Regions from separate parts of the Mus musculus genome. Here all the other regions are linked to region 3. Evidence: chromatin contacts called from public Hi-C data. All regions are on one chromosome and are shown on one strand. The core of a region is the stretch at or near the end of the contact, and the rest is flanking DNA. Distances in the headings are between cores, read along the strand shown. Region 1 has its middle 49 kb from the start of Gm13582. Region 2 has its middle 57 kb from the start of Gm39833. Region 3 has its middle 6.0 kb from the start of Gm39834.

Region 1 (4,444 bases), core at 1,872-4,371, 350 kb after region 3:
AAAAGTGTCAGTAGTTCTGGAGCCTTGTTGTGGACAAGCCACTTGCCTCTCTTGAAGGAGTTGGGATCTCAGTGAATAAGCATCTTAGTCCTGAGGAGCAGCTCTCAGGTTACATAGAGCAGAGCCTCACTTGCTGCAATAGCTCAGCTCATGGCCGAGAGAACATTTCTAACCATCTTCAATGTCGTTCAAGGCTCTCCACCAGACTACAAGTTTTTAAAGTTGGTCTTGTCCATCTGCACCTTGCTTGTGGGTTGTTTTAAATTTAAACTTTTTTTTTGTCCAACCCACATTGCTTGTGGGTTGTTTTAAGTTTAACTTTTTTTTTTGAGAATTTTCCTCCTAAGTCCTATATTTACATCATGTCTATCCTTCCCTCTCCTCCACCAACTCTTCCTGTGTCCTACCTGCTCTCAATTCTATGACTTCTCTCATCAGTGATCAATAAGTATATTCTGAATCATTGACCGTCAGAGAGGAGGAGGGGAGTTGAATATATCACAGCTACTCTGTGTTAACTATGTGTTCAAACCATGTATGTGTGGATGAGTACACACACACACACACACACACACACACACACACACACTTTACTGGCTAGTTTTATGCTAACAAGAAACAAGCTAGAGTCGTTTGGGAAGAAGAAATCTCAATTAAGAAAGTGTCCCTACAAGATTGGCTGGTGGGCCCGCCTGTGGTACATTTTCTTGATTAAAGATTGATATGGGAGATCCTAGTCAATTGTGGGCGGTATCACCCCTAAGTGGATTGTCCTGGGTCATGTAAGAAAGCAGGCTTAGGAAACCATGGAGAGCAAGCCAGTAAGCAGCATTCCTCCATGGTCTCTGCATTGACTCCTACCTCTAGGTTCCCACCCTATTGCTGCCCGGGACTTCCCTTACTGATGGCGTGTGACATAGAGTTGTAAAAGGAAATAAACTCACTCCTCCCCCATGTAACTTTTGGTCAGTCTTTTACCACAACAACAGAAACCTAACTAAAGCACCTTCCTTGGGAGGTGGGGATTTCGTGATCTTGAAATTTAAACAAGTTCTCTTCTGTATGAATTTCAAAAATCAAACTAATTCAATACAACTTCTGGAAATAAGTAACACTTGAAATGATAACAACCACAATTTGTCTTAAACTAGTTTTAGATCCAAGTTCTCTTATGAAATTCTTTTTTTTCTAGGATAAATTATGCATACATATGGGCAGAGTAAAAGAAATAACCAAAAAGGATGATTTTCTGCTTCTAGAAAAACTCAGGTAGAATGCTAGGAAAAATTTTGCCTGTTCTTATCTTCTCCTAGGTTTTTTTGGGTGATCATTCAAAAATAGATCTAAAAATAAATTTAATAAAGAATATGCTATATTTTAATTCTCACAGGAGGCCATTCAAGTCTTACCAACAGTCTAATAATAACAGTATTCTGTTTACCTGAGACATATGTGGTTTCCAACATAGTGGACAATTGATAAATGTTTATTGAATAAGTCTGTGGGTAAAGAAATGTATAAGAGAGTGCCATCCCATGGTGTAAGAATCTGAAATATAGCTGTTTCCAAAATGATGACTCTTCTAGTGTGATTGCATTAGCAAGGACAAAGAGATATGTAATTCTATATCATTTAATTTTTGAGCATATTTTCTGATTTTCCTCTAAGAATATGCCCAGCAAGAACCTATTCACCTGCATATGTGCAAAATCCATATTTAGAAACTGCACGGTCTTAGGCAAGAAACCTGAGCCCTTTCAGATTTCAGTCTCTTCCTCGCACAATGGTACTGACCAAGGTAGCAGAGCTAAATGATTTAGGGTTCATGAAGTATTCATACTTTATGTGAACTGGCCTGCAATAAACAATAATTATTAGAGTTGCGATTATCCATTTTCTCTGCAAAATCATTAGGTGCAAGAAAGTAATAAATTTTCTTCAAAAGATTTTTTTAAATCAGATCCTTCTGTAGCAATGATTGTTATTTACCTAAAACTGAAATACAAAACAATGGGAGCATTAGTGCCCATGTTTTCTACAGCCCTGTACCTCCTACCATGCATAGGGTCTAGCATACAGGCACAGACCTAAGGTGGCCAAGATCTGTTGACAAATTACTTAAAAAGACCAGTGGACAAGAGAACAACTTTTCTCCTGACCTTGAATTCACCTCACCAAAACTTTGCTCATGAATTCAACTTCTACATTTCTTTTCCAAACATGACAAGAATTTCAGTTCCATGCTGAAGAAGCCTTTCTGTCCTCAGTAGTAATTATCAAAGGGAATTGGAAAAACTGGAAGTAGATCAGATAGGTAAAGTACATGACTGGCCCCAACTGGAGAGTTTCCTGGTATAGATTTTTATCAAAGAAAATAATGCAGAGGACCCCATTTTGGAGATATGAGTATTTCTATGGAAGGCAGGAAAGAGATCTATCTCTGATAGGAAGAGACCAGCAGACCTCACCAGTACTGGAGTGAAAACAACTTCTTGACAAAACTCACTGAGACTTTATTGTGGCTGTATCTTCAGAGCCACACTATGGGAAAGACAAAATGAATCTCATGTGAGGGATGAAGATACTGAGTCATGGAAGAGTTTGACACGTGCTCAGAATCATAGCTGGCAAGCGGTAAGTGCAAGATTTAAGTCCAGGCAAGCAGATTCCAGCTACCGCTTAGCCAGCACATGACACTGCCCTCTTCATTAAATCTGCGCTGTCTTCTGCACTGTGGCTGAACACATAGGCTTGCTTGACAAGGGCTTTGATGGCTGTGCCAAAAGGTTAAATAAAAACTAAGCAGAGGATTTGTATTCTACAAGTTCTGGTTATTGTCCATCTCTGGGTCCAGAGTGAGAGAAAAGGTCAAAAGCCAGGAAAAAAAAGGAGAAAGAAGAAAGAAAATGATAACAAATAGAGAAGGAGCAAGAAGAAACCCCTTGGAGTATAAGATAGCAGTAAATTTAGACAGGTCTTACTGAAGTATAGGAGAAGATTCCAAAGACTCCCTTAGCAGAGTTCAGGGAGGACAAATGGAAGCCAGTGGCACACCGATTGCTAGAACTGTAGTTTTACCCCATGACCCAGATTTCTTTGCTGAAAATAGCTCCCTAGTTTTTCCTTTAAAAACAGCCTCCCCTTCCCTCCTGACTCTCATATGAATTCTGGGGCTGATTCAACTACACTCCTGTGCCCCACGTTTAAAATACTCAGCATCCTCGTGATAGCTGGGATGATCGAGGATGGCAGAATCTCAACTAGCCATGGGGTTTTGATTGATTTATAAGAAACGAATTGGATCTTCTTCCGGACAAACTGGTGTGCTCTGGGCCTAGACTTGGCTGTGGGCATCCTTTCGTATTAATGGGCAAAGCCGGCCTCAAATGAAGAGAACATAAGGGGTAAGACAGCTGGGGAGGCATGTGGTTTCCCGGAGGTCTCTCTCACATCAGAATCTGCTGAACCTACCAACTTGACTCATTAGTTCTGTGAGTCAGGAACAAAACCTGCCACTAAATTCACTTAATTTGGTTTTCTGCCATTTGTAACAGAATCCAGACAAGTCTATTGAGTCACAGAGAAAGTCCAATAATGGTCATTTTATTTACTCAGACATTTTTACTCTTTTATTTTATGTCCACACATAGAAATGTCTAAAAGGATAGCTTCATTTAGAACTCCAGTCTCATGATACCTTTCTTCCCTTAAATTCTAAAATGTCTTTCTTGTACATTTTTTCCTGTTTTTAAGACCCAAATTATCACATATCAAAAAAAAAAAACAATCATATAGTGTGTTGAATACTTACCCATATAGTTGCCTTATTAAGCTGCCACTTCTAAGCACAAGGAAAAACTGCCATTAAGAACTTAATACAGGGCGGCTCCTTAGGCAGCATGTGAGATAACTTAGGAAATTTCTTTTAAAAAATACTATAACTGGTGGAAATCTAAAAGGGATGAAGTCAAGCAGAACAGTATTCCTCCCATTTCAATAAAAGTAACAGAGGAAGCTGAGGAACTTGAAGGGTACATTAGGAAAAACCAATTTAGAAAACGTGGTGCAAAACCCAGAAGCTTTTGTTCTCATTAAATCTTTAGGTGATTCCAGCCTTAAGGAAATCTTAAAGTCTTATTGGACATCAGCGAAGACACTGGTCCATGGTACATGTGGACCTGAGTTGATAGAGGCAGACAAGGATGGATCCTTAGGGATAAATGTGAACTCTCACAGTGCGTTTTGTCTCATGTGACCATTGTTAAGCAAAGTGGTGCTCAGGAAGGTTGTTCATCACAATTAGCATGACTCGGAGTAATTACATTTGCCACACTCATCAAGATAGAACTAAAACACACTTAAGCGTTCTAGTATATATACAGAAAGCCCACTCTTTGTGTCTCTTTAAAAGCGTTAAGATGGAAGAAGGCTAACCACTGTACTG
Region 2 (4,011 bases), core at 15-2,514, 310 kb after region 3:
CTGTAACTATAATTCTGGGTAAAATGCTAGGTAAACATATACAAGATAAAAGATAACATTCAAAATAAGAAGTTGACCCAAGTTCACCCACATGGTCACTACTTCTCAACTGCTTTCCTGAGCATCTGATTCTTCTACATGGATGTAGATACAAATTCCCTCAGTGTAATTATAAACACAGTAGGTTAATGTTTTCAGTCATGTAAAACAATAGTTCCAAAAATCGGTAGTAGAAAAGGGGGTTACTCAAGACATGGGGGTTACAGGAGTCAACTAAACACACCAGATCCCTGCTCTCTTTGGGAACTTTTCAGTTGAAAGGAGGCACTTATGAATGAAGGTAATAATCCAATAAAAAAGATGCAGCCCATGTCATGTAATGACACAAACCACAAGGAGAGACAGGCACAGAAGGCAGGAATAGAGGTAAAAGGGAATGTGTTGTTGTAACTAAGCGCAAAAGATATTTTTTTCAAGATGAGCTGACCTTTGAGCAGAGATGGGAGAGGTGACAGAGCTATGTGACTGTCAGCCAGAAAGCCCCTTCCAGGCAGAGGCAGCTCACAGGCCCTGAGGTGGCGACATGCCTGTCTGTCATGGTTTATGAATGGTAAAGGTAAAAGTTAAGCACGGAATGAGGAAATTGAAGAAAATGAGGCCGGAGAAGCATCTGGGGAAGACCCCATGGAGGTTTTACATCTGGAAGCTTTACAGCAATCCTCCTTTGAAGAGGAGAAGCCTATTTCTTCCCTCCTAAAATGAGTGTCAGATTTAAAAACTTGGCTCATGAACCTGACAGAGGGGTGCTATGTAACTTCCAACATTAGATTACTAAAAAAGACAGCTTCTACCTTCCTGATCTCTTGAAATGTCATTTATATTCTAGAGAAGTCCAGATACTTTATTGTGAAAACACCTAAGCAGTCATTACCGGGAGAGAGAGAGAGACAGAGACAGAGAAACACAGAGAGAAACAGAGAGAGTGTCAGAGAGACAGAGAGAGTGTCAGAGAGACAGAGACAGAGACAGAGAGACACAGAGAAAGACAGAGAGGGTGTCAGAGAGACAGAGACAGGGACAGAGACAGAGAGACAGAAACAGAGACGGAGAGAGGCCAGTGAGGCTTCTACCAAGAACCAGAACTCACATACCAACTGTGGGAATCAAGCTAAATTCACTTGACTTTCTCAAAACATCACCCTGGCTACTCGCTCTGTGAATACACTGTAGCAGGAAGCTGGGATGGTGGTAATTGCAGGAATCCAGACAGAGGAATGCACTGGCTGTTCTAAGAGCAGTGGTAATTGAGGAAGTGTTTAAGTTGTAGATAAATCTGAAAGGAGACAGCTGACAATGTTTGCTAATACACTGGGTGAGGGAGCATGACAGACAGAGAGGACCAAGGCAAGAGTTCCTCCAAGGATTTTTAGCCTGAGCATCCGTTAGAAACTGGATTAGTATTAACAATGTTAACTAGGGTATGGCAGGCTTGGTCGTCTATCTCTGAATGTGGCAAAATGTAGACGTCTACTAAGCATCCAAAGTGGGGATGCTAAGAAGGCAAATTTGTTATGGAGCTTCAAGTTCAGAGGAAAGATGAGTTACAGTCTCCGGTGAACTGGAGTAACTAATGAGTAATGAAGGAAGACAGGAGAGGCAGCCCTGGGGGCTGGGCCCAAACCATATTTTGATGTCTAAAAGAAACTGTGACAGAAGACAGAACAAGAGTACGTGATTGTGTAGGGGAAGAGCAGGACGGAACACCGTCCCGCAAACCACTCAAGACAAGATTCAAAAATAGAGCAATTAACAAGATCAAACAGTAGCTGAGTGAAAGGGAGACTGGAAGTCTGTTATTGGATTTAAAATCTGTTTCTTTGATGAGCATTTCCATTAGCGGGATGGACACTGAAGCTGGGATGAGCAAAGAATGGGAGGTTACGTTGTGTATGACAACCCCCAGAGAAACACCAAGGGGACAAAATACATTTTGGAAGAATTGTTAAAGTAATTAAAATACCACACTAAAAAATATTAATTTAGTGTTGAAGGGATTAATAAAAAAATAGAAGAACAAGTAGATACTAAACATACATAAAAGTCTGAGAAAGCAAAAGTACATCCAACTATAGCAACAGCAGTAGTACATGTGAAAGATTTCAACAGCCAAATTAAAATGCAAAGACTCTCAACCTAGATTTTTCTAAAAGGTTCAGTTGTTTATAGGAGATGAATTGGAGTCACATGTAAATGATATGATTTACTGTGCTGACAATAAACATATATATATGTATGTATGTGTGTATATATATATATATATATATATATATATATATATTATATTAATATCAAATGAAACAAATTAATACAATATATGTTTTCAGATACTGGAGAAGTTTAATTTTTAAAGAGTATCAAATAATCAAGGAACTAACATAAGTATGAATACATACATATCAACTACAGCATCACTCAAAAAACTGTGGCAGGAACTGAAGAGCAAAATGGACAACTGAACAACAAGAGCTAAAGACTTAAATATTTTACTTTCAACAATGGATTAAAAGGCACAGAAAGCAAATTTCTAAGGAAATAAAAGATTTCAACAATGCTATTGATCCTACGGGATCCCCCACCCCATCATCAGGACTATCACATTCTACTGCATGTTCTTCACAAATGCACACGGCACTTTCTCCAGGATGAATTTGGACCATTATTTCAAAAGACACAATACAAAGGACCTTAATTCACTATAACTCAGTGATGGAGTGTCTGCCTTGTATGTATAAGAGCCTAACTATAATTCCAAACACCACACAGACACCACCAGCCAAAGGGCATAATTCAAAATGCTGAAATACAAACTGGTCAAAATTCCTAAAGTCTAAGCATACTGAAAAGTCAAAATCTGAAAATAATAATTGTACAAACATAACTGGAAGCAATACTTTGAAAAAAGTTAATTGGAGATAAGAATAAAGCTCAGTGGTTAAGTGCTTGCCTAGCACATACAAGGCTCTAGGTTTGGTCTCCAGCAGTACACACACACACACATACACACACACACATACACACACACACACACACACACACACACACACACACACACAAATACTTATCTACAGTATTTTTAAAGGATACATTTGAAAAGCTAAAGACTTGGTAGACTACTTTGCACAATAAAATGGGAAATAACAACATATGTTTTGTAAGCATAAATAGATATACCAATAACAGTTACATAATAGTTTTGAACAGATTATATTCAATAAAGGGATAGTCCAAAAAGTTAAAAGTTTACATGTATAACTCTGTGGCTGGTAATTAAATATGTGTAGTGTTATAACTACCACCATCAAAATTCAATGATAGAAATGAATTTTCACAATATTGTTTTTTTAATTATAATATGAAAAATGTTATTTTCAATTTTAAAAAGTAAATGAAAATCACAACAGGTAACCATCTCCTATTCAGTCTCTCAAAGAGCCAGGATCTTGAGGAACTGCATAGTCTATGTGTGCAGATGCACCAAAAAGAGTGTCTTGTCATTTATTATGGGCCTTCCAGTGACTTGCCTTATACTCTCGATACTTACATGCAAGTTCAAAACCCATGATACTACTCTTATGCTGAGCCAGATCTATAAATAATGCATGAAATAAATTTCAAATCTTTAAAAGTCTTAATAAAATGTATACTCTTAGTATTGAAAATGACAAGATGAAATACATGGTAAAGAAAATTATAAAATGTAACAGTGAGGATTTAAAATAATGCAGGTAGAGCTAGGGAGGTAGCACAGTGCTGGAGGACCTGCCTCGCATTAATGAAGCCCTGGGTTCAATTCCCAGTGCTGCCAAAACAAACAAACACACAAACGAGTATGTTAATAAAGCCAGGGAATTGAGTGATAAAAATCTAAAGAAAAAACTCATAAAGGAAAAGATGAACACATAAAAAGCATTCTGTAGACAGATGGTGGTGGGTAATCACATGAGGCAGTCT
Region 3 (4,174 bases), core at 54-2,553:
TGCCAGCTTCGCCAACATGGCAAGTCCTCGTTCCGAGGCCGAACACTTAGCTGGGTTTCTACTTCTACCTCTACCAATAATCTCATTTGAGACATTAAGCAAGTCATGTGGTTTCAGCTTCCCTTCCTGTAAGCAGATAACAATCACTTTTTCTTTTTATTTCTTTCACAAAGCATCTGAGAGAGTAAGCATGATAATATCGCTGTTTAATATCACTTTTCACTTAGCAAAGCTAAAAATGATATCAACATTATCTACATCATCATTTTTACCCTCCCCAAACAGATGAACAGGAGTGCAGCCTGGCCTCCCCAGAGATAATTACTTTCCCGCACATTGAGACATACAAGAGAAGATAAAACAGGAAGGAAAACAAAGATTCCAGGAATTACATCTAGTTACAAGGCAGATCAGTAATCTGTCTTCTAATATAATTCTCCAGATAATGCTAGATATCAGGACAAGAAAAAAAGAATTGGCGTTGTTTAATTTTTGACGGGCTACCTAATGAACGGCTAAACCATTTTTGCAGAAGGCAGAATTACAGTGGTTTCTTCTCCGATGCAGCTACTGTATCTAGAGCTAATTGGATTTCCCATTATGATGAGGTTTGTTTTTCAGAATTGAATCTCTGAGTCTCTTCCAATTGCTCTGAGTTGATGGTGAGACAAAAGATGTGCAGGGCGTGTGGAGTGAGTCATGGGTTTGGGAGCAACTCCATGAGGTCAGAGAATCCTTAGGAAAATCGGTGCGTTCTAACTCACGGTGCAAAGAGGAGCCAGGCTTGAGCAGACCATGTCTTCCCAACATGGACATTCTCAGGAGGGGAAACTGACTCTCTGTCATTATCCCTGCCACCACCCTCCTTTCAGACAGTAATGTGTTTTCATTCCATTAAGAGCTTGAATGTTATCTGTGTGGCTGGAACGAAACGGCAGTACCAGCTTCCTTTCTAGTCTGAGGGGTTGCTGTACAGATTACCTCTTTAGCATCGGTTTGTCTGCTCTGGTGTTTTGAAAAGTGAAAAGAATCAAAGTGAAGTGTGTGTGTGTGTGTGTGTGTGTGTGTGTGTGTGTGTGTGTGTGTGTGTGTATGTGTGTGTGTGTACTCATATGTAGCGAGCCCATTGGTTCCTTACACGTAAGCACTCAAAACACATCAATTTTGCTCATCGTACTGAGAGACACCATCATTTTGTAAGATCCTAAGAATCTAAAGATAAAGCGACCATCAATGTTGTAAACTTCTAGATGGGCTAACCACATGTGGGGCCTACTAGAGGCCCTTGAACCATCAGGCTGTGGTTGTAATCAGGCTCCTTCAGATGTGGAGAGAGGTTCAAAGAGGTAATCTAGCGGTCAGCTGGGAGAAGCACAAACTCGGACCAGTTTTTTTTTCTTTTAAATTGAATAATAAAGACTATATATATATTTTTTAATTAGGTATTTTCCTCGTTTACATTTTCAATGCTATCCCAAAGGTCCCCCATACCCACCCCCCCCCAATCCCCTACCCACCCACTCCCCCTTTTTGGCCCTGGCGTTCCCCCGTACTGGGGCATATAAAGTTTGCAAGTCCAATGGGCCTCTCTTTGCAGTGATGGCCAACTAGGCCATCTTTTGATACATATGCAGCTAAAGACAAGAGCTCCCGGGTACTGGTTAGTTCATATTGTTGTTCCACCTATAGGGTTGCAGTTCCCTTTAACTCCTTGGGTAATTTCTCTAGCTCCTCCATTAGGGGCCGTGTGACCCATCCAATAGCTGACTGTGATCATCCACTTCTGTGTTTGCTAGGCCCCGGCATAGTCTCACAAGAGAGAGCTATATCTGGGTCCTTTCAGCAAAATCTTGCTAGTGTATGCAATGGTGTCAGCATTTGGAAGCTGATTATGGGATGGATCCCTGCATATGGCAATCACTAGATGGTCCATCCTTTCATCACAGCTCCAAATTTTGTCTCTGTAACTCCTTCTATGGGTGTTTTGTTCCCATTTCTAAGAAAGGGTAAAGTGTTCACACTTTGGTCTTCATTCTTCTTGAATTTCATGCGTTTGGCAAGTTGTATCTTATATCTTGGGTATCCTAAGTTTCTGGGCTAATATCCACTTATCAGTGAGTACATATTGTGTGAGTTCCTTTGTGATTGGGTTACTTCACTCAGGATGATACCCTCCAGGTCCATCCATTTGCCTAGGAATTTCATAAATTCATTTTTTTAATAGCTGAGTAGTATTCCATTGTGTAAATGTACCACATTTTCTGTATCCATTCCTCTGTTGAGGGGCATCTGGGTTCTTTCCAGCTTCTGGCTATTATAAAAAAGGCTGCTATGAACATAGTGGAGCATGTGTTCTTCTTACCGGTTGGGACATCTTCTGGATATATGCCCAGGAGAGGTATTGCGGGATCCTCCTGTAGTACTATGTCCAATTTTCTGAGGAACCACCAGACTGATTTCCAGAGGGGACCAGTTTTATATTTTTACTCAGGACTTAATCTCTGAGTGTCTTCCATTCTCTGTGTCTGATAATGACGCAAAATGTCCTTGAATTTCAGGCACACCCTTAAATATCTCCTACTATTAATGCCCGCCCCCAAGTTTAACTTCTGGCTATGTTGATTTTTACATTAAACCTATATGAGTCTTTGTTCTGATATAACATTGAAGAAGGAAAACGAAAGAACAGTATGGCCTTTGAATAATTAATAAGTGGCAAATTAATAAATCTCAAATCTGAAATCAGAAGTGAGCTCCGGAGCCCCAAACTGTGGTTCAATCACAAGTCTTCTTTCTTGACCAACGTCATCCCAACCATGCAATGGCAACAAAGCATACTGAAGGAGCACTTTACAGCTTTGAAACCATGTTCATATATGTTATCTCAAATTCGCCCAAGAGAAAAACATCGAATATACCTGCTGTGAGATAACGGCAGACTTTTTTTTTTCCTCCTCAGATTGTTTCAGTGCTATCTTTGGTTACCATAATTTCATGTGACAGATGAGTATCTTGCAGGTAGAGACTAAAGTGCTATGGGATATAGAAAAAAAGCAGGCTGACTTTACAGATGCCAAGGTATCCTTGCAATCTAGCAAACACAGCACCCTGTTCTTTCAGCAGAGCACTGCCATCCCTGCTTCCTAACCCAATCTTAAATCAAAACACAGAGTTCAAAGCAAAATCCCAAACAGAAGACTTCTCCAACTCATCCCGCTCAGCACACTTGTAGGAAGATCATGAAAAAGAGATTTGGAAGAGTCTCATGCGTCTGTAACCATACAACAGGATTTTGTTTTTGTTTGTTTGTTTTTTTAAACAAAATATTTATTTTCATTGGGTGTGTGTGAGTGGTTAGGCTACGTGCATGCATTTGTACCACATGTGAGCCTGGTGCTCATGGAGACCAGAGGAGGATGTTGAATTCCTTGGTCCTAGACTTACAGATGGCTGTTAGCTGCAGTGTATATAGGGAACCTAACAGAGGTACTCTGGATGAGCACCAAGTCCTCTCAGCCATTGAGCCATCTCTCTAGCCCCTAAAGGCATATTCTTGAAAAATACTTGCATCAGCACCTTAATTAATATGGCATGTATATTTCACTACTTCATCCATCAATCATGAACTAATGAAGGAAAAGATGTCATAGTTCTTCCCTAAGGCACTATACCCTCATGAAAAACAAAAACAAAAAACAAAACAAAAACCAAAACCAACCAAACAAAAAACAAAACAAACAAAAACATTGGAAACAAGTCTATATCATTTGAGCAAACTATTCTTTTTGTCTTTAGTGGATATAAATTGCTTGTGTCTAAGGAATGGTCAAGGACTATAGAAGTCTAACAAATGTTAGCCATTTGGCCACACAGAAGGGATGTGTGTTCCAATGTTCTTAAGAGAGAAGGTTTAGCCTAGGACTTCCTTGTCCACCCAAGCTATTCGTAAGTTTCCCACAATACTTGTAATATATAAGGTTGTATTCCAGCAAGACCTTAGGAACATAATCATCCCTCGCTGATTAGATAAAAGGCTTTTTCCCCCCCACTTGAAAATTTAAAGTGAAAAGACAATAGTCCACGTCTGAACTATAATGGTGGTGTAACTTAGTGAATGTAAGCTTGCTGCCCGTGGAAATGTGTAGATGAAGCCTGTTTGTGGGTTTGTATTTAC

The links. Hi-C and Micro-C count contacts between places; a contact is called where the count stands out from the background.
Region 1: a contact with region 3 is called in a Hi-C map of the N1E-115 cell line, with 1.9 times the contacts expected there. The contact joins two enhancer-like sites. A contact is called at or near these places in 1 of 15 datasets of contacts at CTCF or cohesin (the NIH/3T3 cell line), 3 of 484 Hi-C or Micro-C datasets (the N1E-115 cell line, cortical neurons and nephron progenitors) and 1 of 115 datasets of contacts at active chromatin or transcription factors (embryonic fibroblasts).
Region 2: a Hi-C map of the N1E-115 cell line shows a contact between it and region 3, with 3 times the contacts expected there. The contact joins two enhancer-like sites. A contact is called at or near these places in 2 of 484 Hi-C or Micro-C datasets (the N1E-115 cell line and nephron progenitors).

The regions. Positions count from the first base shown.
Region 1 is chr2:61,021,623-61,026,066 of GRCm38.p6, reverse strand. No RefSeq gene overlaps it. Among named protein-coding and RNA genes, the nearest start is that of Gm13582, 49 kb to the right of the region's middle. Within about 2 kb of position 3,121, at least 4 of the 459 cell types and tissues checked have an H3K27ac peak or open chromatin away from gene starts, as enhancers often do. A contact at or near this core is called in the N1E-115 cell line, where this site is marked.
Region 2 is chr2:61,068,479-61,072,489 of GRCm38.p6, reverse strand. No RefSeq gene overlaps it. Among named protein-coding and RNA genes, the nearest start is that of Gm39833, 57 kb to the left of the region's middle. Within about 2 kb of position 1,264, at least 17 of the 459 cell types and tissues checked have an H3K27ac peak or open chromatin away from gene starts, as enhancers often do. A contact at or near this core is called in the N1E-115 cell line, where this site is marked.
Region 3 is chr2:61,374,425-61,378,598 of GRCm38.p6, reverse strand. No RefSeq gene overlaps it. Among named protein-coding and RNA genes, the nearest start is that of Gm39834, 6.0 kb to the right of the region's middle. Within about 2 kb of position 1,303, at least 11 of the 459 cell types and tissues checked have an H3K27ac peak or open chromatin away from gene starts, as enhancers often do. A contact at or near this core is called in the N1E-115 cell line, where this site is marked.